3 separate regions of the Mus musculus genome follow, and all the other regions are linked to region 1. The links are chromatin contacts, called in public Hi-C maps. All regions are on one chromosome and are shown on one strand. Each heading gives the region's core, a stretch centred on a gene start, on an enhancer-like site or on the middle of the called end of the contact. The rest is flanking DNA. Distances are from core to core; before and after follow the strand shown.

What was found. A called contact is a pair of places that touch in the nucleus more often than the background predicts.
Region 2: a Hi-C map of uterus shows a contact between it and region 1. The contact joins two enhancer-like sites. A contact is called at or near these places in 3 of 484 Hi-C or Micro-C datasets (the HL-1 cell line, bone marrow-derived macrophages and uterus), 10 of 115 datasets of contacts at active chromatin or transcription factors (bone marrow-derived macrophages, cardiomyocytes, embryonic basal ganglia and 4 more) and 1 of 9 other capture datasets (embryonic stem cells).
Region 3: a Hi-C map of bone marrow-derived macrophages shows a contact between it and region 1, with 27 read pairs. The contact joins two enhancer-like sites. A contact is called at or near these places in 2 of 484 Hi-C or Micro-C datasets (bone marrow-derived macrophages and natural killer cells) and 1 of 115 datasets of contacts at active chromatin or transcription factors (embryonic stem cells).

The regions. Positions count from the first base shown.
Region 1 is chr2:166,397,875-166,400,725 of GRCm38.p6, forward strand. No RefSeq gene overlaps it. Among named protein-coding and RNA genes, the nearest start is that of Gm30796, 5.6 kb to the right of the region's middle. Within about 2 kb of position 1,362, at least 110 of the 459 cell types and tissues checked have an H3K27ac peak or open chromatin away from gene starts, as enhancers often do. A contact at or near this core is called in bone marrow-derived macrophages, natural killer cells and uterus, where this site is marked.
Region 2 is chr2:166,186,695-166,189,545 of GRCm38.p6, forward strand. No RefSeq gene overlaps it. Among named protein-coding and RNA genes, the nearest start is that of Gm30536, 6.3 kb to the right of the region's middle. Within about 2 kb of position 1,512, at least 19 of the 459 cell types and tissues checked have an H3K27ac peak or open chromatin away from gene starts, as enhancers often do. A contact at or near this core is called in bone marrow-derived macrophages and uterus, where this site is marked.
Region 3 is chr2:166,227,148-166,229,998 of GRCm38.p6, forward strand. No RefSeq gene overlaps it. Among named protein-coding and RNA genes, the nearest start is that of Gm30536, 34 kb to the left of the region's middle. Within about 2 kb of position 1,489, at least 35 of the 459 cell types and tissues checked have an H3K27ac peak or open chromatin away from gene starts, as enhancers often do. A contact at or near this core is called in bone marrow-derived macrophages and natural killer cells, where this site is marked.

The DNA of each region.
Region 1 (2,851 bases), core at 112-2,611:
CCTATTCTTGGAAGTCCATTTCCCTTGCTCAGTGATCTTGCTTCTTGGCTCACCTTTATTTCTGTTTCTCACCATATGTGCCCAGTGTAGTCCTTTGTCTTGAGACACGAGAACCTAGATGGTTCACCAGAGAGTCAGGCTCGTACCTGTTACAGTGTGTTACCAAGCTTTTCCCTTCCAAGTCTCAGGCTCTCCTCAAAGCTGCTGCTGCTGTTGCTGCTGCTGCTGCCGCCGCCGCCGCCATTGCTCCTGCCTCTGGGAGGCACCTCTTCCTGCCAGCCCCACTCCCTGTCCCCAGGTGCCTGTCCTTACTACGTCACCTGTGCAAATGTGTCACATCCACCTCAGGGCAGATGGCACGAGCCACTGTCAAGCAGTGCATCTTTTGCTTAGTGTGTGTTGTAGGTTAAGCCGTCTCACAGAGTCGGGTAAGCATCCCATGACCTCATTTGCTCGCCCATGAGCTCCCCAGTGTCCCAAGCAATGCTGAGCTGGATTCATTTGCCTAAAGGCGTCCAGATGTATGTCAGCACTCCATTCCCCACAAAACCCAGTTGAGAAGCACGGCCTTTGGGAGTAGTTAAGTCACGAGACCATGCCTTGATGGAAAGTGGCCCTCAGCGAACGCCAGCTCTTCCAGAACCTTGACCTCAATCTTCTCAGACCTAGAAACCTAAGAAATAATCCTATTGTCATTTGTCCACTCTGGGGTGTAGCACTGAAGCTACCAAGGCTCATTAAATATGGCTGAAGTGGGATCCAGGATGCAGCAGGACAGAGGAAGGAGGACTAGGGAAGAGAAGTGAGGATCCACCTTAGTGGCCAAGGACAGAGCGAGCTCTGACCTGATCTGCCAGGCCTGACCCAGACTCTGAAGAAGCGGAGGCAACCCCAGCCGCTGCAGTGAGCGCCCCAAGAAGCCAACAGCTGTGGGCTCACTGAAAAATCTCACTTAAGCCTCTTCCTTTTCCATCCCGCTATCCTTGGAGTCAATCAGCCTTGTGCATCCTTGTCCCTGGCTCTGGGTCTGTGCTCTGACCAGTCCCCTGTGCTCGCCTGCCCAGCACACTGGGCTTCAGAGAGCTTGCTTAATCCACTTCTAAACTGTACATTTAAACAAACCTCTGGACTGATGCAGGCAGCTGTGCGTGACCAGCACACGGAGAGCCTCACCCTGGAGCATTAACCCCATTTATTAAAACTGCTGTAACTACCAGGATTTCAGCATCTCTAACTCAGAAACATGTGTCCTGGGCCCCTCCTCCCGGCCCCAGCTCTGATGCTGAAGGACAGCTAGGGTGGGAGGGAGGGAGGTAGGGAGGTGGGAGGCAGGAACTGCCCTGCCTGGGTTAAATATTTAAGAGGAGGCTGGCTAGCCAGCCAACCAAAATGTGCTTTCCCCAGCGTCAGCCTGGGGGTGGTGAGGGTGCAGAAAAAGCAGATCTAGTTTCTTTCCATGACTAAACCTCCCCACAGCAAAGGGCCGAGGCTGAGGTCATCCTGACACCTTTCTCTGTGACTTCAGTGGCTCATCCAGCCCCTGACTGATGACATTTAAGTTCCAGGCCCAGCCCATGCATCCTGCTGGGACAACATTTTCCAGGCACTTCACACTCACGCTGAAGCTCTGGGCGATCTCCTGGGCCAGCTCCAGGAACCTGCTATGCAATTATTTGGCTAGTCTTTTAAAACTGGCCTGCCTTGGGCCTGGTTAAAGTTGGTAAAGTTTTCACCTCAGAAGCATGAGGGCCTGAGTCCAATCCTCCAGCACCCAGGCAAGGTGACATACATCTGTCACCACAGTGCTGGGGTGTGGGTGACCGATTAGCTCCCAGGCCAGCTACTCATACCAAGTTCTGGAGCTCCTGACAACACCCCCTCATCATGCCTCAGCCACCAATTCTGAGCAGACACAGCCTCAGCCTCTGGGAAGCAGCAGACTCATCTCCCTATATGGGTGCAGGTGCCTAGTGCGTGTCCCTCCTGCCTCAGGGTGTCAGCCATGAGGTTGGGGGAAGGGACCTTTCTCACAGCACCTGGGTGACAAGGATGCTTCTTGTGGCACTCAGAGGGAGCCGAAGTGTGGGCTGCACCCACACCTCTATCAAACGTGGGAGTGGTAAACGCAAGCTTGGTCACTCTGAAAACAGGGTCAAGCTGGGTGTCTGTCATAGTTTCTGAGCCCAGCTCCTTGGGTCCTGAAGGTGCCACGAGCTTAGCCAGGCAGAACACTGACAGGCAGGCAGGCAGACAGCACAAACTAGTATTTTTTGTTTTGTTTTGTTTTCTTCTTGGTTAGCTACCAACTCTTCTGTTTTGTTTTGTAATCAATAGATTTTTGCTTCTGGCTCTTCTCAAAACATCAGAGGACCTGTTCACATTGTGCCCCCTTCCTCCATGTAGGGAAAGACACCCTGACTCTTGCATATTATAAAAATCAAGCCAAATGCTGTTGCTGTTTTTAGTCATGAGAAGCCTGGGTTTAAATTTGGCTTCTGAACCCATAATCAATTAAGCAGGTGTCGAGAAGGTGGCGCTGAACTTCCTTAATGAGCACGGGAACAGGATGAGAAAAGGCCACGTGGCTAATTCTCCCTCTCCACCTGTCGATGGCTCTGCCACAGGGGCTTCTGGGAGGAACCTGCTGTGGCCCTCTGACTGAAGGAAGCGGGTCGGCTGTGACCTTGGGGACTGCAACTCCACACAGAAATCACACGTGCCTATTTTTTTCCTTGATTCCTCGGCAGTGAGGCATAGCCCAGAAGGTGAGCCTCTAAGTTTACCCACATAGAACCCAGAAACCTGCCGCCCCTAGCCTAGCACCCCAACCCCACCCCAGTCCTCCCCCTTT
Region 2 (2,851 bases), core at 262-2,761, 210 kb before region 1:
TGTTGGGATAAGGCTAAGGTTGAGAACGTGGGGATGGGGGCGGGACATATTTTGAGAACTTGGGAACTTTGAAATGTGCCCAGGGCTCAGGGCCAAGGGCAGGGCTCTTGGATGGCCCAGAAGTGCGAACATTCTATGAACATCTGAGTTCTCAGTGGGGTTTGTGGGGGGGTCAAGAATGGCGCTTCAGCTGGCAGGTCAGGGTGCTGATGGTGCCCCTCTTCCCTCAGGGCAAATATCAGGATGTGACCAGAGCTGTTAGGTCTGAGCCTGGGCCCCTGCAGCTCTGACAGACTAGGCTGAGCCATTCATCCCTAATATTCCAATTGAAGAGGCAGGTCACAGTGAAAGGCAGAGGAAAGAGCTCTCTACCTTAGGGTTCCCATGTGAGGTTTAGCTTTAAATAGAGGGCAAGGTTTCAACAGCTCAGCAGCCCTGGCTAAAGCATGATCCTTCCCAGCACTGTCTCAGCTCCGGGCCTCAGGTCTATCCCGTGTGTGACCTGCCAATAGTGTGTGGAATCTCTTTCTGAAAGGCAAATTCCTCTGCCTGGGAGCAGGCTGCAGCCTCTTTCTTCACTGTGCATGGGATTCCTGGGGAAATCTTAACTTCTTGGAGGTCCATTAATAGTCTGATATTCAGAGAGAGGGACACAGTGTCTTTCTAAGGTATCTTTTCTCCTGTCAGAATAGTTACAAGGGGGCTAGTCTGTTGCCAACATATCCCAGATCACAGAGAGAGCATACTGGCCACCAACCGCTCCAACAAGTCCGATTTTCTCTCTGCCCTTTGCAGACTTGTGCTAGATTCCTTTTCCAGCCAGTGGGAGATGGATGGTTTCATTACTTGTGGCGCTCAGCAATAAATCTCGCAGTAGCAGTGGAGGCGAGCTCTTTCCCCAGGTTACCTCCCGTCCTGTGATTCATCACGCTTAATCTTTCCTTTACCTTTGAATCTGGGGGCTGGGGAGGAGCAGAGGCCCCGGGGACTGAGGGGCTGTCACTCCTCAGAGGCTGAGAAGAAGGGACTGTCTGCTGACAGGGTCACAGCTCGAGGTGGACTGGAGCAATGGCAGCCTCAGTGTAAGGGAAGGGACTGTAAAGGGACCTTGGGGGAACTGCCACTCCTGGTTTGCCAAGAAAGTCTTCCAGAGAAGAAGGGGAGAAAGCTGACTGTCAGACAGAAAGGAAGCAGCCGTAAAGTTCTCCGCCAGGGGAGTGCTGAAGAATCTAATTCCCGATGAAATGTGTTCTTGTTTGTGTACAATTAATTTTCCTCCCAAATGAAGGGCTTTGTCTCTCACTCTGTGTTTCAATAGCAACCGCGCAATTAAGGCAGCGCGCGCGTCTCTCCTCAGAAAGGGGCAGCTTGGTGCTAACATGGTGGGAAGCAAACATTGCTTGGATTGGTTCCTGGTTCTAAGGAAATTAAAAAGAAAACACAAAGGAAGGAAGAAAACACCTCCAAATAGAGACTTGGCCACACAGGGATGGCGTCACTAGAGGAATGGGGAAGTCCTGAGAATGGAGGCCAGGGACGCCTGCTCTCACTGAGGGAGACTTGGAGGAGTGCTCAGGGGGGAGGTCCCAGAGTTTTTGGAAACTAGAATGATGAGTTAGGTTGCCCTGGGTCTAGGTGGGAGGGGCATGTGAGTGAAGCAGGCTACACTGTTTCTCCTTGCAAGTTCATTTTATCTGCTGTAGCTACACTCAGAAAAAATACTTAGTCACTTTGAGCAGTTGCCCTTTTACAACTGTCCTTGGAGCTGAAGGAACTCGGCATTTTCTTTTCCCAGTTTTCACGTGTTCATGTGTATGTGTGTGTGCATGCGTGTGCACGTGTGTGTGTGTACAGATGTACATGTACTTGGAGGCCTGGGGTTGGAAATCCACCACCTCGATGGATCTTCCGCTTAGGCCATTGAGGCAGAGTCTCTCAATCAAACCTAGAATTCACTGGCATGGCTGGTTCTTGCCACCCACCTTGCTCTAGAACACCCTCCCCCACCCATCTGCCTTCAGAGGCTGCAGTTATAGGGCCACCGGTTGTTCCCATTTCTGTGGGTTTCTGGGGATCAGGAGTCTGGCCTTCATGCTTTCATCCCAAGCACTTTCAAACGCTGAGCCATCTCCCAAGCTCTATGGAACTCTTGCCCCAACTATATACTTCAGTGTGTGTGTATGCATCTGTGTGTGAGTGTGTGTGTATGTGTGCATGTGTGCACATGTGTATATAGGTCTACCTACAGAGGCCAGAAGTGAGCCTCAGATTCCTTGAAGCTGGAGTGACAGGCTTTGGTAAGCCACTTGATGTGGGTCCTGGAACTCTGGACTCCTGTCTCCTGATAGAGCAGTGAGTGCCCTTAACTGCTGAGCCATCTCTCGAGCTTTGGCTTGGCTTTGTGTTCACCTTATTGATTGATAGTTTTAAAAACGTCCTTACTGCTTTGTCTTGACACAAAGGTGGTCTCATTCCACTCATCTTTTAAAGTCTCTGGTTGATGGTGGAAGCCTTCGCTCTGTGCCCCCCCACCCCGTGTTCTCCATCTTCTAGCGTCTCACGTGTGTGGGATCCCCTCAGACCTCAAGTGTCTGTGCACTCCTCTGTCGGCTTGTGAGGGCTTGTGGGATGGTGGGACGGACTGAAACAGTGAGGCTAGCCGGTTGTCAGTCTCAGTTACATCTATGAAGTCCCTTGTCCCATGTTAACTAATGTGACCGTGGGCAACGCCTCAGATGGCAGAGCTCCAAGGGACCCATCCAATGTTGAGGAGATAACCCAACTGGTAAAGAGTGAAAACATTGATCAGAAATTTCAGAGATGTGTGTGGCCACTGAGTCATAGAGACTCA
Region 3 (2,851 bases), core at 239-2,738, 170 kb before region 1:
CTTGTGATGTTTTGGTCACCCCACTTAATGAGCAGCTTCCAGGAAGAAAGCACACATTGCCTGGGTGAGGGGCCAGTCACCCTGATTGGCAGGCCTTCCTGAGTGTGTGGGGGAAGGCCTTGTTCTCCTGAAAAGAACTGGGCTCTTGTTATCGGGGAGAGAAACACAGAAGCTGTAGGCCATGGGAAGGTGGCTGCCTGCCCTCCCACACTATTAGCTCTCCGTCCACCCTTCCTCCTACATCTTATCTCAGGATGCTCTCTTACTGCAGAATGAGGTATAGAAACAGAATAACCAGTATAGGCACCATTAACGCTATACTCAAGAACAGATCAAAGGAACTGACTCGCAGGACACTGCTTAGAGTAGAAAAAGGACAATATTAGTATGCAAAAAAAAAAGTATCTAAACACTTCTGTGATGTGAGGCTCCTAAGAGATGTGTGAACCTGTGGCTTTAAAAGCAGCAAGATGTCAACCTCAGACACTACCTGCTTGAGACCTCAGGAGACTCAGGACAGGCGTGGGGTGGCCACAGGGCGTGACACACTCCACAGACATCAAAGAAACACCAAGCGCCGAGGGATGGCTGGCTGGGAAAGTCCCTGCCCAGTCGGTGTAAGCATGAGAACATAGAGAGAAGCTGGTGCAGTGGGGTGAGCCTGGAATCTCAGTACTGGCAAGGTGGGGACAGGAGGATCCCTGGGGGCTCAACAGCCAGACAGCTTAGTCTACTTGAATTGTCTCTAAAATCTTCCCAGATCTTTCACTAGCTACTGAGTTAAATAAAATTTTGACACATGGTTATTTGATGTTTGTGAAATAGTTATGACTTTATCTTTGAGAAACTGGTTCAAACACGGCAGAGATGAATCTCCAACTTTTTAAAAGTTCTTCCCTTTACTATATATTTTTTTAAAAAAATTATTCTCATCAAATATTCAGAAACATTAAACAAACAAAAACTACCCCGAAGTTCAGTGTGGATGCAGAAGGATGCAATGTTTGTATTCATGAGCGGAGGAGTTGTGCCCTGGGCTTTGTGGATCCTAGAAAACCCCTCTGGCTACACCTCCTTCTCTTGTCTGCTCCTCCAGGCTGGTCATCCCAGTAGATCACCACTATAGATCACCCCTGTAGATCTCCACTATAGATCACCCCTTTCCTCCCTCTCATAGGCTAAGCTCATGGCCATCTTAGGCTGTGGCTTCTGTATGTCATCTCTGGAAGCCAAGAACTGTGTTCTCCCTATTTGCCATCCACCCAGGCTCCCTCTGCATCGCCCCCCCCCCCCCCCCGTGAGCTCAAGTCTGCAATGGATGCTGTGGCCTGTGCTTTTGGGCAGAGACGGAGGTGCGTAGAGACACTCTGTCACGCTCATTGGATGGATGTGGATCTGCCAGCTGAGACCTTCCTCCTGGGCTCAGCTGAGTCATTTCCCCTTCCCATTTTGGCCTCAAGGCCGTGTCCACAGGCTTTCTGAACCCTCCTCTCCAGAGGGATGGATTAGGTTGGGTTGGGTTGGGTTGGTCAAGGGCAAAGTCAGGGCACACAATCCTCCTAGAGCTGATCTTCTCCAAGGGGGAAGTGGACATCAAATACCTGGCTTGTGTCTCCTGGGCTCCTCGGTGCCCTCCTACCTGGCTTTGTCATTACTTTGATCCTTTGATCAAACAATTTCTGAATGTGTGTGGGGCTTAGGGTTTGAAAGCCAGAGCCAGGCACCAGGCATGTGGGGATATGATGGACAGAGACTGGGGGCCCGGTAGGGAGGGGGTGAGTCACAGAGTCTGGATAGGGGACATATGAGAGTCTAGTGGAAGCAACAGAGAGGGAAAATCACCTTGACAGAGGGACCAGCTTCTGCTGATGGGAAAGCTGGAGAGTGAATGAAATTTGCAGTGACTCAGTTTTCCACGCCAGCTCAGTGGAACTCAACAAACCCAACTCAGCACAGTCCAGCCCAACTGGTTACAACCGATCAGATCCTTCTACCCTCCCCACCTGACTCCAGCCCATTCTGCTCCACTCCAGCCACTCACCCCTCCTCACTAGTGTAATTCCAACCTAGTCCAACTGTAGCAGCCCAGCCCTGGAGTCAAGCACAAAACCTTTTACTGAAGCAGTCTCCAGAAGCCAGCCTATGACCTCCAAGAGCTCTCGGCCTTCCAGGGAAAGCTGGTATTGGAGGGGAAAGGGGTGGACAAGAGCAAGGGACATGATGCAAGGGCACGGCAGCACAAGATGGCCGCTTAACACAACGCCAGGGAATGTGTGCAGAGTTCGAGCTGTAAGGAGAAAGAAGAAACCTCTTTCTTTCTTTACTCTTTCTTTCTTTCTTTCTCTCTCTCTCTCTCTCTCTCTCTCTCTCTCTCTTTCTTTCTCTTTTTTGAGACAGGGTTTCTGTGTAGCCCTAGCTGTCCTGGAACTCACTCTGTAGACCAGGTTGGCCTTGAACTCAGAAATTCGCCTGCCTCTGCCTCCCAAGTGCTGGGATTAAAGGCGTGTGCCACCACGCCCTGCTCAAGAAACCTCTTTCTATAGGGACCATCCATCCATTCATCCACCTATCCATCCACTGACTAACTCACTCATCCATTCACCTAACAAGGCACAAGGTATGTGTGCATTGATGAGAATGTACTCGTCCTAGGTGCCTGGGGCTGGAGGATGCAGGGGTGTGGGGAGATGGCGCTCTCTCCTGTAAGGCTTCCTTGAAAATTCACCCACAGCGCAATGCAGGGAGCCGACAGCTACCTAGGACTTTCCAGATAGAGACAGAGAAGAAAACACAACAGTGTGATGAAGGGTAGAGAGCAGAGAGAGGGTGGGAGGGAGGCGGTGGGAGAGAG